Linked DNA regions of Mus musculus: all the other regions are linked to region 2. A link is a contact called in public Hi-C data. All regions are on one chromosome and are shown on one strand. Each heading gives the region's core, a stretch centred on a gene start, on an enhancer-like site or on the middle of the called end of the contact. The rest is flanking DNA. Distances are from core to core; before and after follow the strand shown.

What was found. A called contact is a pair of places that touch in the nucleus more often than the background predicts.
Region 1: a Hi-C map of the N1E-115 cell line shows a contact between it and region 2, with 4 times the contacts expected there. The contact joins two enhancer-like sites. A contact is called at or near these places in 1 of 484 Hi-C or Micro-C datasets (the N1E-115 cell line) and 1 of 115 datasets of contacts at active chromatin or transcription factors (differentiating embryonic stem cells).
Region 3: a contact with region 2 is called in a Hi-C map of the N1E-115 cell line, with 4 times the contacts expected there. The contact joins two enhancer-like sites. A contact is called at or near these places in 2 of 39 promoter capture datasets (both in liver), 1 of 15 datasets of contacts at CTCF or cohesin (embryonic stem cells), 19 of 484 Hi-C or Micro-C datasets (the G1E-ER4 cell line, the N1E-115 cell line, cardiomyocytes and 5 more), 1 of 115 datasets of contacts at active chromatin or transcription factors (embryonic stem cells) and 1 of 9 other capture datasets (embryonic stem cells).

Annotation. Positions count from the first base shown.
Region 1 is chr12:29,355,923-29,360,031 of GRCm38.p6, reverse strand. No RefSeq gene overlaps it. Among named protein-coding and RNA genes, the nearest start is that of Gm31650, 82 kb to the left of the region's middle. Within about 2 kb of position 2,826, at least 43 of the 459 cell types and tissues checked have an H3K27ac peak or open chromatin away from gene starts, as enhancers often do. A contact at or near this core is called in the N1E-115 cell line, where this site is marked.
Region 2 is chr12:29,047,518-29,051,446 of GRCm38.p6, reverse strand. No RefSeq gene overlaps it. Among named protein-coding and RNA genes, the nearest start is that of Gm31333, 92 kb to the left of the region's middle. Within about 2 kb of position 2,111, at least 63 of the 459 cell types and tissues checked have an H3K27ac peak or open chromatin away from gene starts, as enhancers often do. A contact at or near this core is called in the N1E-115 cell line and cerebellum, where this site is marked.
Region 3 is chr12:28,587,255-28,591,694 of GRCm38.p6, reverse strand. No RefSeq gene overlaps it. Among named protein-coding and RNA genes, the nearest start is that of Allc, 6.9 kb to the right of the region's middle. Within about 2 kb of position 2,189, at least 93 of the 459 cell types and tissues checked have an H3K27ac peak or open chromatin away from gene starts, as enhancers often do. A contact at or near this core is called in the N1E-115 cell line and cerebellum, where this site is marked.

The DNA.
Region 1 (4,109 bases), core at 1,577-4,076, 310 kb before region 2:
CAGTTGCAGGGGACAAGACTGAGGGACGTTTGGGTGGCTCTCCTCTCCTACTTACCTGCCCTCATTCCTTGAAAGACTGAGAGCATCTGCTATTGGAATAGCCAGTGTTCCAAGGGGAGGGACACCTGACTGCCATCATTGTTCTAAGACTTTAACTAAATCCATCCACTTGGCCTTAGCTCATGTCCCAGAAGGTCCTGGAGTGGAGACTCCCCTGCCAACTTGTTAGAGTGCCCCAGTCCCCTCCACTAGTTTATACCTGCCTTTGTTACACAGTGACTTTCCTGCTAGTGGCAGTTGCTCTATCCTGCTGCACTGGGCACTTGGTCGGCTATACCTACTTCTAGAAAAATGAAGTGACTCTGCCCCTTGGGTGTTTCAAGATACCTTATTTTCTTATCTTCACCAAACTGAGCCCCATCTGGAATCAAGATACATATGAAAATGAGACCTTGACCCACACTGCTAAAATGTGCATCTCTGGTTACCTGTATGTTTGTGTGTTCAGAAGGGTCTACAGCTACATGGAGGCTTAGGGCTAGTATCCCCAAGATGAGAAAGGAGTTTTGATTCTTTTAGTGCTGGGATGGCTCTGGGGAACTAGTTATTATACCCATGTCCCCATAGCAGACATGGAAGTGAGGATAAAAAAGGCAGATTTGGGATCAGAACCAGGGGCTCCCCTTCACATACCATTGACACACTTTCTATGAGAGACTGGGACATTAGCTTCTTAGATGGGCCCTCTGTTGTCAGGATGGCACAGACTGAACACTGGACCCAGACACTTCTGTAGCTCTGATACAGAGACGCGGTCCTGCAGAGCCTCCTTGCTGGGTCTCCTCCAGCAGTTAACGTTTGCACTAATCACTTAATAACTAATGTGGCCCTGAATTTTTATACAGAAATGAGGGGAATAGCAGCTGTTCTTCTGCCTCTAGAGGTGAAATGAACTTTGTGTGCCATTATAACACGTGAACACCTACATTTGACCTGGAGCTTATAAGGTACGGTAATGTCCACTTAGAGACCCTGATTTTTTAGTATGAGTTGATGTCAGGTGTAGATGTCATTCTCTGCATGCCTCAAAGAGGTGAGGCAGGAAGCCAGCAGGGGAGGGGCAGGTTGAGGGCTGGCAAGAGCCACATCCCTAACTCAGAGCTCTGCTTTGCATCACATATGCCCCTGTGACATTTCCACAGCCTAGCCATATATAAGGACCCAAGGAAAGAATTCGCCTCAACTGTGAATCACGACTTACATATAAGGGACCAGTGTCTGAGTCTCTGGTGCCCCAGCCAAGGCTTTGCACATGCCTGCAGGCTGCCATGCATGTGTGTAAGGGACTCAGATCTGAGTCCCTCTCTGTGTAAATGTGAATGTAGCCTGATAGATTCCAGCCCAGTACTTCAGAAAGAGATAGGCCACAGGGGTCGCAAGGCACCAGGATCACATGCTGAAGATATACATTTCACCGGGAACTAATATTTTCTTCCATCTCCTCTTTCAAGATCCCCAAACAGAAATATTTCAGAAAGGAAATAAAAAACGGCAGCACACTTCCTTTACTGATGAACTGCAGTGCCCATGGGATTCCTGGAAACACACACTCACGGTGACAGCCGTTATCAAACCGGCTCTGGGCCGCATCTTCCTGAAATTTATTAGAAAAATAATTAGAAGCCCTGTGTGTCTGGGCTACAGCCACAGGGTCAGCAGTGTCCTCATCCTCTAAAGTCATGACCCTGCACTGTGGCTGGCCCAGTGATCTGCCTAGACTCTTCATTAACTCTGAAGAGAATCAAAGTGCTAATGCCAAATGGCTTGTCTGGAGAAGAAACTGCATCCAGGGCTATCTCTAGTAATCACTCCACAGAAACAGATAGATGGACAGTACTCACGGAGCAGGCCGTGCCCCTACCTTAGTGATCCCTGGAGGCTTGCTCCCAAGAGAAGGGTGGGGTGTGTCCAAGGCGCTAGTCCCAGGAATTCCTATGCTGTGGTGCTTCTCCTGAGAAGACCTCTTTCTGGTGAAGTACATCCAAGCACAAGCTGTCAGACCAGTCAGTACTGCCCAGCTGGGATCTCAGTCAGAGAAGACAGCTTCCTCTCTGGGGAGTATTACAGGACAGCTGACCCCAGCTGGGCAGAGAGGAACTGCCCTGAAGAAGGTGACTTCTTTGTGACCCATTGTGGCTCAAGGGACAAACATCAGGGTTTCTGGAAAACTTGAGATTGATGCAGAACTCCAGCCTCCCTCCCCTTTCTCAGAAGGATAGAGGAGAGTCTACACCTTGGTAGGGCCCCAGAGCTGCCTGTGCATTGGAGCTTAGGGAGCCTCGGACTGGAAGGTGTTGCTGCCTAATGGTGGGAGAGGCTAGATGCTTGCAGGTCCATTTGCCCTTTGGTTTCTGTGTTCTTTTGTCCAGCATTTAGAAATATTGGTGCTGCTTTCTTTCTTTCTCTTTCTTTCTTTCTTTCTTTCTTTCTTTCTTTCTTTCTTTCTTTCTTTCTTTCTTTCTTTCTTTCTTTCTCTTTTTAATCTTTTTTAAAAAAATCAATGTCACCTTGATGGAAAGTTCACCCTGTACCACCCTGGATTCTGAGGGTGGTGTGGGAGGAGGCATCGTGTTCCCCTCTACTCGGGTATTTCTAGTGCCTCTGCTCTGAAATAGCTGAACTCCCTCTGTGCAAATTGCAGGTACCGAGCAGCAGCAAGCCTGGTGCTGGGCGGCCTTTCCTTCGCAGGCTTCAGCCTGTAGAGGGAGGAGGCTTTCAGCAGAGGGAAGAGGCGCTGCTCTTTGTCCTTGGAGGAGGAGGGTGGGTCTGAGCTGCTGCCCCCTGTCAGCCTCCTTCTCCTGCTGTCTGGTCCACCAACTGGGGCAGGGCACTGTGAGGATAATGAATGAGCAGCCTGCGGCCATTTGGGGCTAAGCTGGAGGAGAACTGTGCCCAGACCAACAGGGACGGCCTTTCTTCTTAGAAGAAGGGCCTGAGGCATTTCTGTAGCTGCCTTCACAGACTTTGCTTTCTCAGCCCCACAAGCCGACAGGCTCAATCTCAAAGCCGCCATCCTGAAGGCACACTGTCCCTCAAAAGCCAGCTCCATTGCCCACCCCCCACCCCCACAGACACACACCCTGTCTGAGGCAGTGTGCTTAAGAGGAGCACAGCCTGCCTGCTAGTGTCTGCCTCTGCAGGGGCTGTGGCCACAAAGCCAGCCAGCATGACCTTGGGAGTCACGTAGACCTGGATTTGAGTCCTGCCTCTCAGACTTGTTATTAGACCTCTCAAGTATGTGCATTTGGGGGGGGGGGGGTGCCTTCCGTTTGTTCTTTGTTTGTTGTCTCACCTATTTTATTTGATTAAAAAAAAAGATAAATGAAAGCCGGGAGTGAGGTCTGGACTAAGCAAAGGTGAGGACTTGAGTTCAGGTAGAGCTGGATATGAAAATGATAGCAATCCCAGCAGTCCAATCACAGATGAGAGGCAGAGGAAAGAGGATCTTAGCAGGCTCCTGAAGCAGCACTGAGCACTAGGAAAGCTTGTCTCAAAGTGAGAGGTGAAGACTTGAAGCTGACCGACCCCTGTAAACACTCTGTGCTCATAGATGGCCAACCACACACACATACACACACACACACACACACACACACACACACACACACATAGATACACAGAGAGAGTCGCGGACACACACATACACAGGCAAACATATGCAGAGACATGCACAAACACATGCAGAGACACACACATGCAGAGACACACACATGCAGAGACACACACTCAGACATACACACATAGACAAACACACACAGACAAACAGATACAGAGACATACACAGACACAGACATATACACACACACACATATGCACACATATACATACACACCATGATTTTTTTTTTTAAAGTCAGGTGCTGTTCCACATGTTCTTAATCATAGGATGGGGATGTGGAGGCAAATGGGGCTGGAGTTCAAATTCAAAGCCATCCTCAGTCAACACTAAACAGATGCCCCCACGGCTAATCTTCTCTTATTAAGACTTGCCTTGGCCAAGAAGACACCAACAGCACAAAGTCAAAGAACCATAAGATTGTGGCATAGGTG
Region 2 (3,929 bases), core at 862-3,361:
AAGACACAATCATACACTATCAAGATTCATGTTCCTGTGCCTTTAGTGCAGCTCTGTCTTGCTTTTAAACAAAGGACCTCACAATTTTATTTTGCACATGGCCCTGAAAAGTATGTGGGAAACCTGCTTCTAAATCCTCTAGGAGTACATCCAGCCATTTCAAACCAAATCTCTGTGCTTCCTTCTCGGTAACTACCTCCAGTTGCTGGGCACATGGATCTCTCCCAGATAACTGACTGGGCCTGAGGCCTCTTCCTCCAGGGTGTGAACTCTTTGTCTCCTGCTGCTCCAGTTGGGAGGCTCCAAAGTCTTCAGGTCAGAGAAGCACAGCTCCTGACACCTCAGCAGGGAACAGTACCAGTATCTCCCGCAGACGGATTGGCCATGCCCAGCCTGATTAGATTGGCCAAATGCTTTAAACATCAAACGAACTGACCCTTGACATGAGACCGGTTGATTTATTACTCTGCTTCTGCAGCTGACAACAAACAGGGAGAGCTTGGCTCTGTCTGGTCATTTTTCAAGCTCTTTGCACAGGAGTGGCACCTATATCCTCTAACACATTACTGCAGACAGCCCTGCTAGAATACTAAGAGGCTCCTATTGAGATATTTTCTTTTAAGGGGCTCGAAAGAAGAGTCTAATTGAGGGAACTGAGAATGTCTGTTGTGTGTGCATGTCCGGTAGCGGTGCTGAGTTATTAAGCCCAACCAAGCCGGAGGAGTTCAGGGTGCTAGAGGGAGACATCTGTCAAGGTCACCTTGTTCTCTGACTCCTGGCCCAGGCTGGGTGACACTCCAAACTACCCTAGTGCACACTGCAGCAGACTGTGTTTTACCCCAGTGAAAACAGCAGTAAGTAGCTGCCTTGGTTTCTCAGGGCTGGAGCCAATTCTATCTTGGGTGGTTTCTAAGTATCTATATCCTTAAACGGGTCTAACGCAGGTTTTGTGTTACAGAGTACATTTATCTATCAACTGTATAAGGAAATCAGAAAGGTGAGGAAACATATTTATGTTCACAACCAGAGAGAGGAACTATTCACCTGTGCTTTGGGACTTTGTACCTCCAGGTAATGATATGGTCATTATCTTCACCCTCCACAGACCAAAACCCTGGGCTTGGGGGATGCAAGCTAAGTTCTGTGTGGCCAGAATGTATGTTAGTTTCTAAGTCTGGGTTGCAGTGACAAGAGCTCTAAGACATTGGTCTCCTTGTGCCTTTTGGATGGAGCTGCTCACGAAGAAAGCCACTCAACTCCTAGAGCCTAAAAGCACAGAGTCAAACATGTCTGCTGACCCAGACACTGTTGGGAGAATCTTGGCAACAAGGGCTGTCAGAGAGCTAAAGCAGCCATCACATCCAGGAAGCTGAGAGCATGAGCCTTCCTGCTGACAGAGCCACCTCAGGTCTCCTGGCTCTGCACATTTTTCCTCTAATCCATTTTGCCATTGTCCACTGTGGCATGGGTGAACCCCTCCCTCTGGAGGAAAATCTAAATCTCATGTACTGGGGATACAGTCACAGATGCAGCACCAGGCTCTGATACATGCTCTCCTAGAGGGATGCAGGAAGGTTTTGCTAAGTGGCCTCTTCATAACTTTTATTCCTTCATAAACCAGTCCAGGGCCTTTAAAAAAAAAAAACAGCAAACAAAAGCCTTTTGCCCTGAGATAGAAAGCCTAATAACATACAACACTCCCGGGAAGTTGATGGGAAAGTCGTAACAAGGACATATTGCAGAGTTTAATTAAAATTTTAGGTCTATTTAGGCATTTTAAATAAGTAGCAATTTCCCAGCTTTGGGAAAGGAGTAATAAAGTAAGAGAGGTGGGGGGAGAATGGCAGAAATGCTCCCATAAAGTCCCTCATCATTTAAGTGGCACACTCTGCAAGAAAGAGGGCTGCTCAGCTTCGAGGAGGCAGCCACACCATGTGTGAGGTGAAAAGGCCTCCTCTGCGGACAGACTGTGGCTCTGCAGAGAGGAAAGAGCAGAGGCTGTCCCCTGGAGGTCCTGTCAGGCCCTCCCAGAATGCTCTTGAGTGAAGCCCATGGTTGGCCAGCTCCACCCACACGCTCAGAGCTGCAGGGCTGATTGCTGGCCTGTCATTCTTAATCATGAGCAGATGGTCAAGCAACGCCAGACATCTGAGAACCACTTCTAACAAGGAAGCCAGTGACCAGAACAATCCGATGGGAACAAAAGCAATTTGCAGGAAGCAGAGACTAGACAGGAAAAGAGGAACGTGAGAGGGAGGGCCCACTAAAGAGGCCACATTCACGCTGCAGGAATGAAGGGCTAACAAAGAATGCTTACAAAGGGAAAACGATGTGCCGCTCAGAAATAAAACCCAAGGAGGTAGATTTCTGACCACAGTGAGACAGAGAACACTAGATGTGTTCAACCTCGCAATGCAGCCAGAGAAGGGAACCTACACTTTACCAAACCACACCTGCACTTGGACCCCAAAGAGAGCCAGGGTCACAGTACAGGTGATTTTCTGAAATAAGGAGATGGGGGGGGGGTGGGGCACAGTGCTCACTTACGGCAGGATACATAGATGCCAACTCACATGAAAATTTGAACCAATTTCTAGGAGAGGGTTATGAGGTAGTTGTGGTGATCTGCGGTCCTTTAAGACAAAAGAAATGCACACAAGAAATCCCCAGATGCTCCTAAATTGCTAGGTCATCCCAGGAGGAGAACCAGCACTGCTGCTGTGGGGAAGGCATGAAGTACCACAGACACTGCTGCTGTGGGGAAGGCATGAAGCACCACAGACGCTGCTGCTGTGGGGAAGGCATGAAGTACCACAGACGCTGCTGCTGTGGGGAAGGCATGAAGTACCACAGACACTGCTGCTGTGGGGAAGGCATGAAGCACCACAGACGCTGCTGCTGTGGGGAAGGCATGAAGCACCACAGACGCTGCTGCTGTGGGGAAGGCATGAAGTACCACAGACGCTGCTGCTGTGGGGAAGGCATGAAGTACCACAGACGCTGCTGCTGTGGGGAAGGCATGAAGTACCACAGACGCTGCTGCTGTGGGGAAGGCATGAAGTACCACAGACGCTGCTGCTGTGGGGAAGGCATGAAGTACCACAGACACTGCTGCTGTGGGGAAGGCATGAAGCACCACAGACACTGCTGCTGTGGAGAAGGCATGAGTACCACAGACACTGCTGCTGTGGGGAAGGCATGAGTACCACAGACACTGCTGCTGTGGGGAAGGCATGAAGTACCACAGACGCTGCTGCTGTGGGGAAGGCATGAAGTACCACAGACACTGCTGCTGTGGGGAAGGCATGAAGTACCACAGACGCTGCTGCTGTGGGGAAGGCATGAAGTACCACAGACGCTGCTGCTGTGGGGAAGGCATGAAGCACCACAGACGCTGCTGCTGTGGGGAAGGCATGAAGTACCACAGACGCTGCTGCTGTGGGGAAGGCATGAAGTACCACAGACACTGCTGCTGTGGGGAAGGCATGAAGTACCACAGACACTGCTGCTATGGGGAAGGCATGAGTACCACAGACACTGCTGCTGTGGGGAAAGCATGAAGTACCACAGACACTGCTGCTGTGGGGAAGGCATGAAGTACCACAGACACTGCTGCTGTGGGGAAGGCATGAAGCACCACAGACAGAAAGAAACTTTATAGTCTCGGTAACACGGGAAACCCTATAACTGTGAGAGGCAAGGATGACACATGGCCCAAGTCAGACCAAGGGTTTGGTCCATGTGTGCAACCCCTTCCTGGGAGCCTATCTGTGTTTGAAGCTAAGTCAGAATGAGAAGAAAGCATTGCTGCCTTCTAGCACCGAGCCAGGGAACATACATTGACAAAGAAACAGGATTATCTCCCCCCCACCCCCTGAGGAAGGATATGGTGGCAAAGATGGGTGCTCTTTGAAGTGTGGCTGCAGAGG
Region 3 (4,440 bases), core at 940-3,439, 460 kb after region 2:
GTGCTTATCTGAGCCAGTCTGCTGCTGCTTCTGTCTAACTTTTGACCTGGAGAGGCCTGCCTGCCTGCCTTTCTCCCTGGTGGTCCTTCCCTTGGTGCCACCTGCACAGTTTTGTTGATCTGGGGTTGTTACTTGGCATTTCTTCAATGCATATTCTCGCTATGGCTGTTCAGCATCACGGCTCCATCCTTTTAGAGTGAGCCATGAACTGGGGGAATGATACCACGCCTGGGGGACAATGCTGTCGGTAAGTCCTCAGAGATTTCAGTCTTGATCTGGCATAGCCGAGCCTGTGTTCATTTTCCCAAAGGAAGCAGAGCTCCCCGCTCCCCTATGTTCTGTTCATTGGAATCCCCTTCAGAAAAGACAAAGATAGGCTGGGGCGAAGCTTGTGTGAGCACCTTTGAGCATGTATGGGCACACCTTAATTAGGTATTGGTAGGAAGAGTGGAAACCCCCTCTGGTCTCTGAATCTACCTTGTTCCACGAGTGGTTTGTCTCTCAGTAGTCAGTGGTTTGCCTGTTCTGGCTTCTCTGAGGGTTGACATTCTAGACTGGGCTTTGGGGACTCCTGGGACTTCTTCTTACATGCTATTTCCACAGATTCATGCTACAGACAGGGCTGCACTTGTATCCAGTCTCCTCATCATGTGGACGTGCCGGACATTATCTGAAGGAGAAACCAACCAGGAAGTTGGGCTCCACCGTTATGATTTTGATGGTCAGCTCTCAGTTCAAGCCTGGAAGCTTTCTGCAGGGGAGGCAAGAGAGGGTCTACTGAAGGAGGAGCAAGTCAGGGTGAGGGTGCCAGGGAGCATTCATGGGTGGTCTAGCCTCATCCCTTACAAGTCTGCCTCTCAGCGGTCAGTGTGGCGAACAGCATCCTTCTGCATCTTCCCTCTTAGGGGTGGAGTTAGCTGTCGAGTGGCTGGGCTGCCTTCAACGTGCTTGAGTAACATCTTGACATATATGGCAGTCAAATGGGAAAGAGACTCTACCCGGGTCCAGTTAAGCATCCACAGTGTGTGAGACTGCTCTGCTCCAGGTCGGGGTGGGGGATGGGCATGTCTTCGGACCCAGATGGCCCTGGAGAGCACTGAGGAGGTGTCTACATCTCCCTGCTCACCCGTGGCATCTGCTGCCCGTGGAATCTCTCCCTTGCCTCGTGTCCACTTATCCTGGAGGCGAGGGTGAGCCTTGGAGTCTTCTGTGTGAGAGTGCTGCCGTATAACCGGGTAGAGGGTCATCAGGGACGCCCTCTAGCCTAGTTCTCAGTGCTCCGGGGGCTGCCTGAGGGAATTTTTTATCTTCCTGTACAGTGGGATCTGTCTGCCCTCCCTTCTCTCCTCCCCTTCCCTTCTCCAACATGAACGCCTTGACCTCTTGAAGTCAACTTGAGCGAGCAGCTGTATGTTCACAGCAACTGGCCCAGCCATGTCCCAAGCTGGGATGAGACATTTACATGCATATTTTGCATTACAATTCATAACAGTAGCAAAATTACAGTTATGAAGTAACAACAAAATAATTTTACGAATGTAAGTCACCACAACATGAGGAACTGAATTAAAGGGTTGCAGCACTAGGAAGGTTGCGAACCATTGCTCTAGGATGTCTTACAAACTTACTCTCATACCTAGGCTTGCATCGGCATTAATACCTAACTGGAACGGAAGGTGAACCAGAGCTCTGCTCTGCTCTGCACCTTATGGGAGATTAGAAGTACCAGGCACCTTGTAGTTTCCTCTGTTAAGCTCCATTTAGGCAAATTTGTGTTAATATAAAACATAGCAACGGCGTTCTAGCCATTGTTTATACCTGGTACATTTACATTACGGTGACTGCTTTGAAGCAGATCAGGTTAGGTACAAACACCTGGGCGCGGAGCCAGACCTCCGTCCTGAATTCCCTTCCCGAGATTCAGGAGGGAACCTCAGTTCAGACCGGGGGCGGGTGGGGGCGGGGCTGGCTGCGCAGCAGGGCTGTGGCGGCTCAGGCGAGAGCTGAGATTCATTAGGTGCCGCAGTGAGGCGTGACCGGAAAGCTGGCGTGGGTGTCCTCTTTAGAATCCTCTGAGGAGTACAGGCTGAGATAAGATGAGCAAAGAGACAGCCTCGGGCCGTGGGTCAGGGATGTCAATGCATGGTGCCACACTGCCACCCAGTGGGAAAGATAGAGAAAGCCAGAGAGGTTTGCCCAGCTGGAGGAGTGCCGGGGCACTAGCAAATAGTCTCTGGTCGGTCGGTAGGTCTGTCTGTCCGCCTGTCTGTCTCTCTTTCTCTCTCTTGTGCATGTGTTCAAGAACGAGGGAGTATGACAGGGAAAAAAAAGGGAGAGGGAGAGTCAGTAAGAGAGAAAGGGAGAGGAGAGGGAGAGAGGCAGAACAAAGGAGGGCAGAGCAGTGGGGAAGGAGAACTCTAGGCTAGGAAGGGAGGCCAAGGCCATGGTGCCCTTCTTCAGAAAATGGCTCCATCCATACCTATCTCTGTGGTTTTCCACCCTCAAGAGACCACTGGAGTGTGTTTGCACAAGCCTAGTGGCCATTTAGGCAGAGCGAATGTAAAGCTAGTTAGGAACGCCCTGGCCATGGCTGTAGGTGGAGGGATGTGGCATGTCTAGATTCCATGGCCAGCACCTTGAAGTCCCAGTGCAAAGGTTCACCCAGGCTGGTGGAAAAGATCCTGGGAGAGATGGATGTAGGGTACTTCTGCTCTGTCGGGCTCAGCTCTATCATTTCTCTCACGGGCAGCCATTCACCTGGCCGTTCCAGCTGATCAGGCTCTCCTCTCTAGCCTACATGTCACACAGTGACTGAAGGATGTCTGGGAACCCTGAGAGCAAATTCTGTTATTGTGTGCCCACAGGGGAATGTGGCCGGGAGGAAGCTGAGCCCTGCGCTCTCCTAGTTTGCTTCTCCGTGGCTGTGATAACACCACCACCAGAATCAGCTTGAGGAAGAAAGGGTTTATTTGGCTCACAGGCCACACAGTTCATCATGAAGGGGAGATAGGGCTCAAGCAGGAACCTGGAGGCTGGGACTGAAGCAGAAGCCATGGAGGGATGCTGCTTCCTGGCTTGCCCCGCGACTTGCTCAGCCTGCTTCCTTACAGAACACAAGACCGCCTGCTCAGGGTGGCACTACCCAAAGTGAGCGGGTCCCTCCCACATCAATCACACATCAAGAAAACACCCCACAGACTTGCCTATGTGCAAATGTGATAGGGGCAACTCCTCAACTGAAATCTCAGGAAATTCTAGCTGGGGTCCAGTTAAAAACACAAGCAGACAGCTAACCACTGACCCAGTCAACAGGTTCAACCCAACTCACTTAAACAGACCTATTCCAAAGCGGATGCTACTTAAGCTGTAAGTAGAAAGATCAGTTTGGTAAATTCACACAGAAATAAATTGCTGGGAAGCCACAGGAACAACCTGATGCACCGGTTATGGAAGGAACAAAACCCATGAATCACATTGCATACATTGCGTGCAGATCTGTGTGGGTTCCTTGGCTACTGTGGCTGTGGATGCTGTTGCCAGGCTGCTGAGACTGTTGCCATGGAAGCTGGCTTACTGATGTGCCTGTACATCACTGCTTTCCCACACAGAGCCTGCAGGCAAATCTGTGTGTCTCCGTACCTGGGGTCAGGGCCACATGTGATGCACAGATTGTGCACCGCACAAGTCCAAAACAAAACAAAACAAAACAAAACAAAAAAACCCCGTCAGCCTGTGTGCATCTGTGCTCTGCTCTGGAGACAGAGGTCCTGGAAAAGCATGCATTTATCCAGTTTCTGTTTTGGAAGGAAAGTCCCTAAGTGGGATGGTGGCAACTATACACCCAATAATCATGTATAGATTTTACTGTGTAATATCACTCCTACATCTTTTCTTCCTTCCTTCCTTCCTTCCTTCCTTCCTTCCTTCCTTCCTTCCTTCCTTCCTTCCTTCCTTCCTTCCTTCCTTCCTTCCTTCCCTCCCTCCCTCCCTCCCTCCCTCCCTCCCTCCCTCCCTCCCTCCCTCCTTCCTTCCTTCCTTCCTTCCTTCCTTCCTTCCTTCCTCCCTTCCTACCTTCCTTCCTGTATTCTGTGTGTGTGTGTGTGTGTGTGTGTGTGTGTGTGTGTGTAAAGTAACCTCAGGTGTTATTCCCTAGGTGCTGTTTACCTTGTTTTTTGAGCCAGTCTCTCATTTGCCTACAGTTGCTAGGCTGATTACAAGTACCACCACACTTGGCTTTGAAAAAAAACAAGATTTAAAGAGTTCATGTATATGGATGTGTGCCCGATTGTCTGCAGCACCGCATGTGTGCAGGTGTCTATGGAAACCAGAAGAGCATGCCAGATCCTCTAGACCTGGGATTATAGGTGATTGTGAGCTGTTTGATATGGATTCTAGAATCAAACCTGGGTCCTCTGCAAGAGTAGCCAGGACTCTTAGCCA